Regions from separate parts of the Mus musculus genome. Here region 2 is linked to region 1. The links are chromatin contacts, called in public Hi-C maps. All regions are on one chromosome and are shown on one strand. The core of a region is the stretch at or near the end of the contact, and the rest is flanking DNA. Distances in the headings are between cores, read along the strand shown.

Region 1 (6,526 bases), core at 3,600-6,099:
CACTTAATCTCACTGCTTTTGCCTTCAAGCACATGTCCTTTGCACATCTGCCCATCATTTATATTTCAGCTGGAATGACATGGGGTGCAATAGAAATGTGTGCTTATACTTGGTAGCCTTCACAAGACACAATTGTCTCTTGTTACCAGGTTGAAAGCTGGGAACAAGGCTCATTCTAGTCATTTCCCACAGGATATTAAGCCCTTCATACTATGACTGTGTCAACTAGATGTCCGGCATATTTAGAAGTATTCCTGCAACATTTTTGTTAAATGTTGAATGAGAGAAATATTAGCTGATGAGAGGACTGGAAAGAAGGACATATCTGCATAGTTTGCTCTTGCCTACCACTAGGCTAATATTGCCGTTGCTTTCTTGGTTTACTTCATGTCTAATAGGTTTATTCAATACATATTTATTGTGATGAGTTCTGAACAACAGTGGCTGCATCTCCATCTTCAAGGGGCCAACATTCTGGGAATGGTGCAGTCTCTCATCAGTTTTGAGCCACTACAGCTGTTGAAAGATGGTTGAGATGAGGGTTACCCCTAACTTGCTGTCTCTCTTATATAATGTATAAGTTCCATCTCACTCAGCAAAGCATCTTGAAGACAGGAAGTGTCTCTCTCCAATATGTGCTTTCACTCTGGACTTCCTCTGTCCCCTACATGCTGTAGTGATTCTCCAACTACTGTTGGCTGTTTGTGCAATTTCCCCATCTAGCAGCAAGGGCACACACAATCATACTAGCTGTGACCATCAGCATCCTACTCTAATCCCTGTCCACAGCAGAACTTCTGAAGAACTACAGAGCCAGGGACATCTACAGGGAATCTGGGCTTGGCATTACAGTGACTGTAGCCAACTACAGTCTATAGGGGATCTGGGCTTGGCATTACACCTAAACTTTCCAGTAATCCCAGAAAGTCTGAGGGTATCCTGGGCTAGCAAACGCTAAAACTTCAGCTCAAAGGTGCAAGCTAGTAGAGATGGTACAGCCTGTCAAAAGTTAAGTGGGGTAACTTCTTGCTACCTCAGGGCTCAGGCTTGGGTTTCCTTCTGACTCCACTCATTTCTGCCTTTAATCCATTCACAACAGGTTTGATCAGAGTGAGCCTGACTGTTAAGAATAAATGTGGAAAGATCAGCATGGAACATGGGCCTCTAGCCTCTTCGCTGGCCTCCTTTCTCAGCTGTTCCCAGGTTCCCCCCCCCCCCTCCCCGAGCATTTCTTCCCACAACACAGCAGGGCCGTTCATGGCTATTTGTGCAATTACTCCATCTCTGCCCTACACCACTTCTCCCTCTAGCAAAGCCCATTCTTCCTTTCATACCCACATCAAAGAATTCTTCCTCTGAGCAGCCTTCCCTGGCTCCTCTGGAGAGCAGCTCCCTCCTCCAGGCGTCTGTGGTGCTTCCTATAATCACAGAGTCCCTGGACTTGTCCGCCTGTCATCTAGTCTCTGTTTATTCCCCTTCCTGCCCCTGAGGGCAGAGCAGAGTTCTTTTTCACCTGCCTTCCTTCAGGGAGCACAACACTGAGCCTGCATATCATATGGTTGGGAAAGCTCTAACTGAATATGGTTGGGAAAGCTCTAACTGAATGGTAAATGACTTCTCTCTCTTCCACACTCCCTCCCCATTAACTCATACCCAGTGAGGCAGGAAGATCCATCTACTCAGCTGCAGGATAGAGGAAAGGCTCTCCACAGCAACGCAAAGCCAGACACCAGGGTTACAGTGACCATGGCCCAAGATGTTACTAACAGAAATGCAATTTTCAGATTGTCTTCATGTGGCTTGTTAATGTGATAATTAGCTAACTGTGTAATGTAAAGCAGGCTGGCTATGAGCTGGCCCCTCTCAGAGGTGAAACAAATGAAAGAGTGTGCCTGCACAACCAACACACAAACATAAACAAGGTATTAAACATCCCCCTCCAGTCTTAAAAAAGCAGGAATAAGAGCTTTATCCCCAAAGCAATTGTCTTTCTTCTCCTTTCTCTTACTCTCCCCACCCGTAAGCACTTTAGAGAAAGGTGTGATGTTGCTCTCACAGATAAATAGTAACCAAACTATGATGATGCGAATGTGATCATATCTCGATGACAAAGGGGAATTAAAGGTGGATTCTTTTACTGATTCTGAGCAGTTTACTGATCCTGAGCAGCGGGCTCTCGTAACTGCTCACTGTATCAACCGGTTAGTCATTCTCCTCATTATCTTTAATGTCTTATTAGCAGGCTTCATTCATCTGGTTTTTATCTGTTTCACTGGAAGCAGTTTTAATCTCATTTCAGTGGCACTGATAAGCCTGTTAGTTTGCACAAATTGGTTTTGGTGACAATGTGTAGATAGTTATAATGTGTGGTTTCCAAACAGAAAAGAGAAATCTATTTAGGTCCAAAGAGACAGGTGGAGAGAGGGGAGCTGAGGCAGTTGAGACAGGAAAATAGAAAAGAAGAAAAAATGGAACAGGAAAAAACAGATTAATTGCTACTGCCCCCCCCCCACTTGCCACCCCTACTACCATCCCCTCACAACCATCCCTCCCACTGTCACCTCTCTCACTTCCATCTCCCTCTGTAACCTTCCTACCACCTCTTCTCTCCCCAACCCCACACCACTCCCTCACTACCCCTTACTACTGTTCCACTCTTCTCGATGTTAACAATCCCCCTCCCCCCATCTGCCACTAAATGCCAACGGTGATAGCAGAGTCCTAGCACAAGGTGGCGCGCCTGAGCCAACAGCATCTCTTATCATCCCTAGGAGAGCCCACATGCAACTGGCAGAGAATCTGTCCTCTGTGATTTGCACCCCAACCTGAGAACCCAAGTCTCAGTTTCTTAGTTTGCACTCTGAATTGGTTCCCTTCCAAAGTTCCCCTGCTCCAGGCACTGACACCGGACTGTCTCTGTGGCCAGCCCAGTTAAATGCAGATGTGTGGTCCTCTCGTGGTTAGATGGGCCTCATTGTTCTCAGTGAGGAGGTATCAAGTGCACGGGTTAACATAAATATAGCTCCTTGCTGCCCAGAGTATGAGTCCTCTTCTAGAGAATCGATAGCCACCACATAAACAGCAAGGCAGAGACTGGAAAGGCTCCAAAGCTTTCTTTCTGATTTTTCTCTGCTGCTGCTGCCAGGCAGTGAGGTTGTGTCTCAATGCAAGGGTCCCTTTCTCGGGAGCTTTTATCTTAGAACTATGTCAGAAATGATTTAAAATCAAAATTCCACATCACATGGCCTAACCCCTACTTGATTTACTCATCACAATGGGGGGCGGGGAGCATTCTCTTCAGAAGAATGTAAAGCTTCCTTGCAGGCTCAGAGTGTGTTGTTTCTGAGGCAAGCAAGCAGGAGCTGTACAGAGACCGGAGCTGCCACAGGGGTTGGGGTGGGAGGGCCCTAACAATATTCTAATGTCTCAGCTGAGGAGCATGCCACAGCTTGATTTCCAGGCTCCCGGCATTCCACAAATGTCCAGTCCCTGCCTCAGATTCATCCTCACAGCCCCAAATGTTGCTATGAAGTTGGCTGGTGGGAGTCTAAAGTAGATTTTACTCTTTTTCAGAGACCAAGAAAGCTACATCATCCTCTAAACTTAAGCAAATGTCAGCTACCATCTATTTTAGAATCTGAAACTCTTTACCAGGTATTTCAAGTAAACTAAATCGAGAAATCTCACGTTCCCTCTTTAAAACTCATTCCCCTGTCTCCAGCTTAAAAGCACACCCACCCTGTAATTACTCTGTGTCTCGGGGTGAGGTTTAAAGTCTAGCTTCTGATTGAGCCTTCTGGGAGACATGGAATCCAGCAGAGACACAGATGTCCAACACCTGCCTTAAGCATTCAGGAGAGTGGCATCCTCCTGTCTCAACCTAGTTGCCATCGGGCAGTCTGTGTCATCGGTGCCTTGGAGAGCTCCTCATGATCTAGAAATGTGTTGGTTGCTATGCAACTTCAGTGTCTCCTTCAAATGCACATGAAAGCACAGGATAACAGAAAGCTCGCCTTGGGTCCTGTGAGTCTGGCCTCCATAATTACCCATCCCCAATAGGGACATGTTGGGTTCTCACATGGTCTGACAGGAGCATGGCCTTTGTAGGGCAGGTTTGTATTTCACAAGCCAGTACCAAATATCACCACAGCAATGCCAAAATGCCAGGGAGCCTGCTATGAGGCTGTTCTGAAAGTCCTGGTAGACACTGGGGCTTATGTGTGTGTGTGTTTGTGCAGACCCTGACCCAGCCTTAAAACATGCTACCAAGTCCTCGAAACAAAGTGCAATTCTCACCAATAAGGTCCCACTAACAGTGAGTGTGTGCCCTCTACCTCTGATTCTGTGGCTTGTGGCTTTGTTAATGAGCTTGCAATCTTGGTAATTAGCCTCCTATTCTCCTTAACAGTCAGGGTATAGACCTCTGATTTATTCTCTGCCTGCCAAATCTACCACAGAATTCCCTGCTAAAATTGACACATCTGAAAGCCTGTGAAGAATTCATGCCAAAAGATCCAGGACAAAGCCACATTGCTCCAAAAGGACAGCAGGATGCCATATTTGGCTAGCGAATAAAGACCTTCTCTCTACCTATCCTTACAATGGTAGCCAGAAAGCCACACAGATAAGCATGCCTGTTTATACACAGTGTTGAAGGCAGACAATCAGATCCACTAATAACTTCATCCAAGTTATCTATGGCTGTTGGGAAACATGAGCCAGGAAAGGCAGACACGTGGCAAACAGTCTATCCACTGAAGCCCAACTCCAAGTGGGAGAACTGGAGTGTCGGTGGTACAGCTGGGACGGCTGCTGCCTCCTGCCAACCTTCTTCAAGACTACGCTGTGCAGCTGACACTTAACTTGTTTCTTCTCCCCCATCTCACTCAGTGAAATAACAACAGCTTTCCCTGAGCCGTGTGGAAAGGAAGCCCAGAAATAGAATAAACTTGTGTTGCCCAGACTTCATCAACTCACTCAGTGGCTGTCTGTGCCTCTGTCCCCACATGACCACAGTATTGCAGCAGCTCTGGTGGCATCTGCAGTGCTCCACCAAGACCGGTGTGCCACGGAAAACTGCAGATACCTGGAAGAGGCCCTAGTATTTACGGGGCGTTGATGGGCTCTCACCAGAGTTAACCACCTTCCTGCAGAGTTCCTGGCTCTGCTTGTGTCAACTGAGTCACCTGCATCCAGACACTCCATTTACTTTGTTGTGATTTTTTTCTGGGAGCCTCTCGTCCCAGCATGTGCACTCTTCATAGGGGCTAGTTTGAAAGGGGAATGTCAAATTCTTACTTCCTGGCTCACAGTTTGCTATCCTTGGCCAAGCTAGCCAAGATGCAGGGCTAGATCTTTCTCTCAGACATGTATATCTGCAGTATCACAAATTGAACACTAGAAGACCAGGTTCCAGAGAGGCCAGCAGGAAATCATCCGGGTCCCACACAGATGTAGGACAGAAGTAGGTCTCTCAGGTCTGACAGATTCCATGTATGACTGACCCCTGCAGCTGTACAAATACTACCCCTACCTGCCCCACGGTTGGTACACTAAAGAAAAATTCCTCTATTCCCACCAGATCACAACTATGGAGTCAAATTTAATGTTTGAGGAAATAGGTGTCTTAATTTCATCTGAGAACGTCATCCCTACTGCAACATCACAGTTAAAGAACCAACTTCTGTCATGTTTCAGAGAATCTTATTTTAATCAAAGGACAGTAACATTCTCAGTGGCCTCATTCACTGTCCCCCAGTAAACATTCCACAAAGCTGCCTTTCTGTTTCTTTCTTTCCTAACTCTCAATAATGCTCATGTACCCTAAGTGATTGGATTCTTCTGCCATGGTGATAGCCCAGTTTCCATCACTGTGACGAAGTGCTAGAGGAAAACAACCGAAGATTCGTATGTCTCGTGGTTTCCGAGACCTGTCCGTTCACTGCATTGTTTCCAGACACAAAGTGAGGTTGATCATCTGAGGGGCACTGGATGAAACAAAACCACTCATCCACTGTGGTTCAGACCGAGAGAGCAAGGGCAAGAGATGCAGACAGGAGGGGCTAGAAACAAGGAAGACCCTTTAAAGGTACAACACCTCTGTGACCCACTTCACCCAACTATGCCCCCCACTAATAGTCATTTAGCTATGAAGTTAGCAATGAAACTCTGAACAGATTAATTCATTGATGAGATTAGGCCCTTCCAATCTAATCATTTCTCATACAACACCAACTGAGAACCCAGGCTTACTCATAGGAGTCTGAAGGATATTTCAGATCTGAAATCGTATGTGAGGCTCTCCAGTTAGCCACCAGTGTGAGCTGGTTTTCCTCACTCAGTTCTTCCATCCTACTGCCCTGGGGATAGAGTCTCAGGTCTTTTATAGGGAATCTGTATCCTCATTTCTTCTGTTCACTCATTGCTAGAGGTCTACTCATGGAAATCTATCTGGGCCCCAGAGAAATCTAGTAGTTTGCCTATGAAAGTAGAATCCCCTGGAGATGAGGTTGGGGATTGGTTTAGC
Region 2 (6,422 bases), core at 454-2,953, 570 kb before region 1:
AAAGAAAGTTAGAAAGTGCAGTGAGGGCACTGTGCCATGAAGGTCAAAGAGGTGGAAACAATGAGGATGGTTGAGAAAAATCTAAGCATCTTAGAGGCCTTCACATCTGATTAAAAAGGCATACAAGGCCAGCTGGGATTAAAATGATGCCAACATCTTTGTCTTTTCATGTACATGGAGAGTAAAATAAAATTAAATTACTTTTATAATCAAAGCACAAAACAAACTGCAAATATCTTAAAGATCTAAATGTGAGCAAATCCTTTAAAAACTAGTTATGTCTAATACAAAAGAAACAGCAAAATGTCACAATAGGACACCATTGTAACTATATCAACAAAAACAGAAATCTTCAAGATAAGAAATTTCTGTGCAACCAGAGACACCATAAACAAAATTAAGATACTCCACAAAATGAAGCATTATCGCACATGTAGCAAGCAAAACACTGACATTCAACTATAAGGAAACTCTTGCAAATCAATTTATAGAAACAAATGGAAAAATAAATGGAAGATGCAAAATAACAATTCTGAGATGAAATTCGAGGTAAAATGAATGTGGGAATGAACTCTGCCTACATGCCTGTAGTCAGAATGATTCAAGTAACACTACTATGACATATTCTTTACCACCACCCAACTAGCAGAGGTCTTTAAGTTAGAGGGTACCAAATGGCAGTAAGAAAGAGGAAAAATAAGAACTCTGAAATACTGCTGGTGAAAATACAAATTGTTACAGGTATTTTGAAGATCAAATTTGGCCATATCTAGTAAAATTCATGACTATGTCCTGGCAACCTGACAATTCCACATTAGTACAGAACTGGAAGAAGGTCTCTCTCATGTGCATGCATGCCAACAAGTGTCTGTGTTTAGGGTTTAGAAAGAACTATTAAAAAGAAAAGATTAAGAAGGTAAGAGAGAAGGAAGAAAGGAGGGAGAAGTATACTGGGGAGCAGGATCAGACAGCACAACAGGGTAAGACTTCAAGCCCAAGTGTTTCCAACACCTTGCTGTAGCTCCCAATTATTTCACATGGAGTTGGTTATCTGTGCACCAGCTGGTTCCTCAGGATGTAGCTTGTGACCCAAACTGTCATCCATACCAACTAGTGAAAAGATTTACCACAAAATCTGTTCCCTGGAAGCATGTTGACTACAGCATAAATGGCATTCTCCTCACAGTTCTCAAAGGGGAAAATAGAATTTTGCCAGCCACTTGGAAGATTATTGCCGGTCTAGAAAAGGTAACCAAGTGGCCTGTGATGGCTAGTTTATCCACAATATGTCACGGCATCCCAACTGCCTGTATGACATCTGCTTACACAATGGATCCTGTAGACAAACAAAAACTATTAGCAAGTGGGTACGGGGGCGGGGGGGGGGGCAAATACTTTCCATTGAGAGGCATTGAGAAGACATAACTCTAAGTCTTACAGTGAGAAAATCTGCTCTCACCCACAGCCGGGTGGAAAGGACCATCAACACTCATTTGGACTCTGAGTGCCCTGGCAGGAGAGACAGAAGGCCATCCTGTTAAATCATTTAATCAGCCAAGGTGGGCAGCTGCCTCACAGATAATGCTGGTGGGGGACAATGAAAGACAGATGATTTACCAATTAAATGCATCAGGCTTCCCAAACTCTGGGCCCAAGGACTGGAGTGCCATGTGTTTCTGCCAGACGCAGATCTGTCTTCATAAGCAAATTAGGCTTCAAGTTTGTAACTCATATGTCCAACCCCCTCCTTTACCTCCTCCCCCTATGCCCACACAAAGAGGATCGCATGTTAATGAACAAAGCTCAGACTTTTTCCATTTCTCTGCTTGTCAAAAATCTCTTTCACCTTCACGACCAGCAGTAAATCACACGTTCTGCTTGAGCAGGTGCTCAGGAAAAAAGAAAGAAAAACCACCAAATGGCTATCCTAGGAAAGAGGGCTTTTCAGAGGCTAGGCATTCAGTGTGCTGTAAAGCAGGAATGATAGCTTGCGTGCAAACAGTGAAGCTCATTCTGGCCATTCTTCCAGAAATGCAGCGTCTGGTGCAGACCAGGATTCAAAAGCAAGTCCAAGCACCAGCTCGTCAGGCAGAGCAAGGCTGACAGGAAGATCAGGAGCAGGAACAGCCAACATTTAGAGAGGAGCTCCCAATGGGTTTTGAGCTCCCACAAGCATTTATTATTCTTAACGTATTTGTGTTATGAGTATTTCACTTTATATTTTTAATATTACTTTCATTTGACAGATGGAGAATCAGAGAAGTTAAATGTTCTTCCTAAGTTCACACAAAGAAGACTTGTTATTAAAAATTGGAGGATTTTCAACTTATATATTATCTTTCCAAGATTTCTAATTCTGAAATTTTGTGAATATAGATAGAAACATCAGGAAACCATGGAGACGCTACTTGAGATGACTCAGTTTCTGTTATTAGAAAGAAAGATAAAAATTGGGTGTGGGAGATTAAATATCAAAAAATGAAAAAAAATACAAATAAATGAAAATAGAACCAGAAAATTTAAAGAGGAAAAAGTGAATAAAAAGAAATACTCAGAGATTTGGAGTAAGAATATTTTCTCACTCTAGTTTTGCTCAAAAAGACAAAACACAAGACACATACTATTTTGTCTAACTGACTGACTAACTAACCGACTGACTAATTAGTTGATTAACTAATGGATTGATTGATTGTAGAAAAGATATACAGTCATATAATGGAGTTCTGGACATTGAAATACCAGCTGATGAACCAGACAAAAGGAGATTCCTGCCTAGTTAATGTTCCCAAACATAGATGTATATGTAGAACTCTCAGCCAAGTAAGTCTTAGGAGTGATTGATCTCAAAGACACAGCATTCCCAATGAAAAATGGAATGAAGAGAGCTTACTCTTTAGTAGAGCTGGTAGGAGCCTTCTGTCCATCTCAGCATCTTGGCATGGTTTGGAATGACAGACACTGGGAAAGAAAGAGGCCACAGAGTGCTGTGCTGGGTCCCTCTCAGGGGTCTCCAGGGATGGTCTTGTCGAGATCTGCCTTAGGCATCTGAAAGGCTGTGTCCTGCAGGGAAGGATCCTGAACTTTATTATTCCATCACATCCATCCTCTAGAGATGCTGCTAGTATCTTTGTAACTACATGGCCCTGAAAACTGATGTGCATAATTTTATGTAACACTTCTTGTCATCTTCATCAGTTTTCTAAAGGACATTTTTTTTGAGTTAGGAAAAATATGGAAAACTTTATATTGTTTAGGTTCTAACTTGAAGACAAGAATTAAGGGTGGATCAAAAGACGTACAATAGTCTTCACATGCCCTGGCAGTAACAGACAAACCATTGATACTGTAATACATATGAGATTGCCTTTTAAGGGAATATTTTGAAAATAGCACAGAAGAAAGTTCTCCAGTATGTCTGAGCCAGTGAGCCTATGAGCAGAGCCCAGGCCATGAGAAGAAGCTGAGGTCTCTCTCATTAACTTCATGTGAGCTTTGTAAAGGAGGCACTTAAAAAAATAAACAAAGATGATATCAACATGATGGGGGAGGCGGTTCATTGGCATCTACTGTCTGGAACAGGGGAACAGGAGTCCCGCATCAGCCCTGTTTACCTTTTATACTGATATTTCTGCCAAAATTTGAGAGATTATTTGATGTTGTCAGAACAGAGGCTGGGAACACAGTGTTCTCCTGCTGTGCACAAAAGGTGGTATGGCTACCATGGGGTGCCTTAGAGTACAGTACAGGGTGTGTGTGTGTGTGTGTGTGTGTGTGTGTGTGTGTGTGTGTCTGTGTGTGTGTCTGTGTGTGAAAGACCTGAAAGTATTCTGCAGAAAAACCTGAAGATCATCCAGAGAGATAAAAGAATGAATGTGGAGTTAATGGTGTTTCTGTAAACACAAAAGGCACAGAGTTCTAGCATATACCGGATGAAAGGAGACAAGTACTGAGGCACACACGGGCACTGTCTAGTAAAGTCTGAATTTCAAGGAAAGAATTTTAAGAGCATAAAGGCATTGCTTCTGGCTCTGCTGCTAAGTAGCTGCTTATAGTAGGTTCCTATAATCTGTACTGACACTCTCAAACAAAGGGATTAGGGGTGCATTAAACCCACTCACATGAAGCAAGCTTTCATTGAGCCACTAACATAAACTCCATGAAAGCGAAAAAGCTGGGTTACAGGACAGAATATGATGTCATTTCATTTTTTTTTAAAACACTAATCAAGATAAGGCACACAGAATTTTAACATAAAAACCTAGAGAAAGAAATTTGCCAAATGAAGTGACTACTGAAGTCAGCCACAGAGAAGGATGAGTGTGTGGCCTTTTATTTATAACACCAGCATCATCAGTGTCTGCTTAGAAAGAACTTGAGGAATAACTTCTGACTGCAAAAGACAGCATCTAACATGGAACAATTAAATGGTGAATCAGACTGCTTTCTCTGGTGGATCTAGGAAAATCATGTGTTTGAATGTTTCAAAAAGACACATGTTTTAAAAAGTATATTTGTGGTAGAAGGAAGAGTGTAACTGAGGGACTAAAGGAAAAAGATCTCATGAGAGAGTCGAGTCAGTGCTGGTGTAAAGTGAGGATGGGTGTCCATGCAAGGGGGCTTGACCTTAAGTCAGGATTCATTTCATATTTCTAGGCAGAAGGTTTGCTGGATTGTTACCTATCATTTTGTTTTTAAGGATAGTCTTGAAGATGGATTAGAAAGAGCTAGAATGAAGAGGCCATTCCAATGACTATGCTAATAAAAGGCTAGAGTTACCCTGAAAGATGGCAAGAAGAGGTGAGTTGGCAGAAGCATTCCCAAAGTGAAGAAGACAGTGGTCCAGAGACTTAGATTGAGGAAGAGAGGACCTTAAAGACAGCATTTCTCTGGAGATAAAGACACTGCTGAGCTCGTAAAGATTCACGTAGGAGTGCTCATGTGCAGGGCTCAGGCTCAGACTCTGCACTCCTCTCCTTTTTCCTGTGGGTAGCACCCAGGCCACATTTTCAAGAATCATTGGTAAGTACAATTTCCATTCCAAAGATGAAAACATGAAATTACCTAATTCGGAGACCGTTCCAATGACCAAATCAAATCAATACCTGGTTGATCTGATCAACCGCATGGAAACTGGCCATTATGATGGCAGAGGGAAGAGGAACATTCAATAAAAAATGATTGATTCATTGTTCCCTATAAAGGGAACACAGACGTGGATTTTATTTCAAATGATCTGGGTGAGAAAATGAAAGCCATGTAAGCTCTGAGGAAACGCGTGGTTTTCTTTCTTGAAATAACTCAATTTCCATACCTGATTTCATAAGTTGGGCGCAGCACACTGGGAGGGTATTCCATCTCAGTTTATCCTGTGGCAGCCTTGATCTTCCTGCTCTTCTGGCTCAGGAGAGCTAGAGGGAGAGGGAGGAGTTTCTGGTTCCTATTGCCACACTTCCCTGCATTTCCTGATTGCGACTGAAACTTGAAATAAGAAAATGGCACTGCGGCAAACACTGGAACATTTTCAACCCATTAGGCCTAGAATATATTTGAATTCTTGCTCTTGAAAATGATTCCCTTCTTCATTTAATGAAAAAAAAAAAAGAATTAAAAAAAAAAACATGTAGAGCTACCCCACACCAAAGTTTGGTCTTTATAAATGTAGAAACATTCTTGGCCCTTCTCTGCCTTGTACTGAATTAATAATCCAGGGATATCTGAGATAATTAAGGTAATTTCATTCACTTTCAAAGTCATGTCTGCCAGTCACAATCACTCTTCAGTCCACAGTTCATTCAGGATAGCACATGAAAAGACAGACTGATTTGGTTCACAGATCAGCATGTTTCAGTTGTTTCTGAGAGTCAACAATGGAAAACACTTTTATTGCCATGCAAAGAGTTTTGAGAATAAAATAAAAGTGCCAAACATATATATGCAAGGTGAATGAAATAAGACATAAACTCACAGGCTTCACAAAAACTAACTCAATATGGACAAGAGCTGCATGTACACTGAAGATGACAGGAAGAAATATCTAGATAATGCCTGGGTGTGATCTAAGATTGAGAATTGAGGTGAGTATCTTGAAATCTAAGTTTCCTGTTCTGTGAAGAGCTGTCAGGAAAATTAATAGACAGGTGCTAGTAATTACATTAAAAAATAAATTTAGAAAAGAGAGATCTGAGAAGGAACTGTTAAACTCTGAAAACTTAATGAGGAAACAGTTTGGTTAGAACTTGACTAAAGAACTTCATAGATACCTTGTCAAACATCTATAGGTGACATGAGACCACGCTGAGATGCTCTGCATCATGTGTCCCAGGGAAATGCTGTGTCCTCAGTGGACAGTGAAGTGCTACTACAGATCTGTGAGAATAGTCAAGTTCCACAACATTGACAGCACCAAAAACAGGGGTGGAGAG

Evidence for each region. A called contact is a pair of places that touch in the nucleus more often than the background predicts.
Region 2: a contact with region 1 is called in a Hi-C map of cortical neurons, with 2.8 times the contacts expected there. The contact joins two enhancer-like sites.

Annotation. Positions count from the first base shown.
Region 1 is chr1:193,585,439-193,591,964 of GRCm38.p6, reverse strand. No RefSeq gene overlaps it. Among named protein-coding and RNA genes, the nearest start is that of Gm31870, 67 kb to the left of the region's middle. Within about 2 kb of position 4,849, at least 42 of the 459 cell types and tissues checked have an H3K27ac peak or open chromatin away from gene starts, as enhancers often do. A contact at or near this core is called in cortical neurons, where this site is marked.
Region 2 is chr1:194,156,447-194,162,868 of GRCm38.p6, reverse strand. No RefSeq gene overlaps it. Among named protein-coding and RNA genes, the nearest start is that of 4930503O07Rik, 63 kb to the left of the region's middle. Within about 2 kb of position 1,703, at least 27 of the 459 cell types and tissues checked have an H3K27ac peak or open chromatin away from gene starts, as enhancers often do. A contact at or near this core is called in cortical neurons, where this site is marked.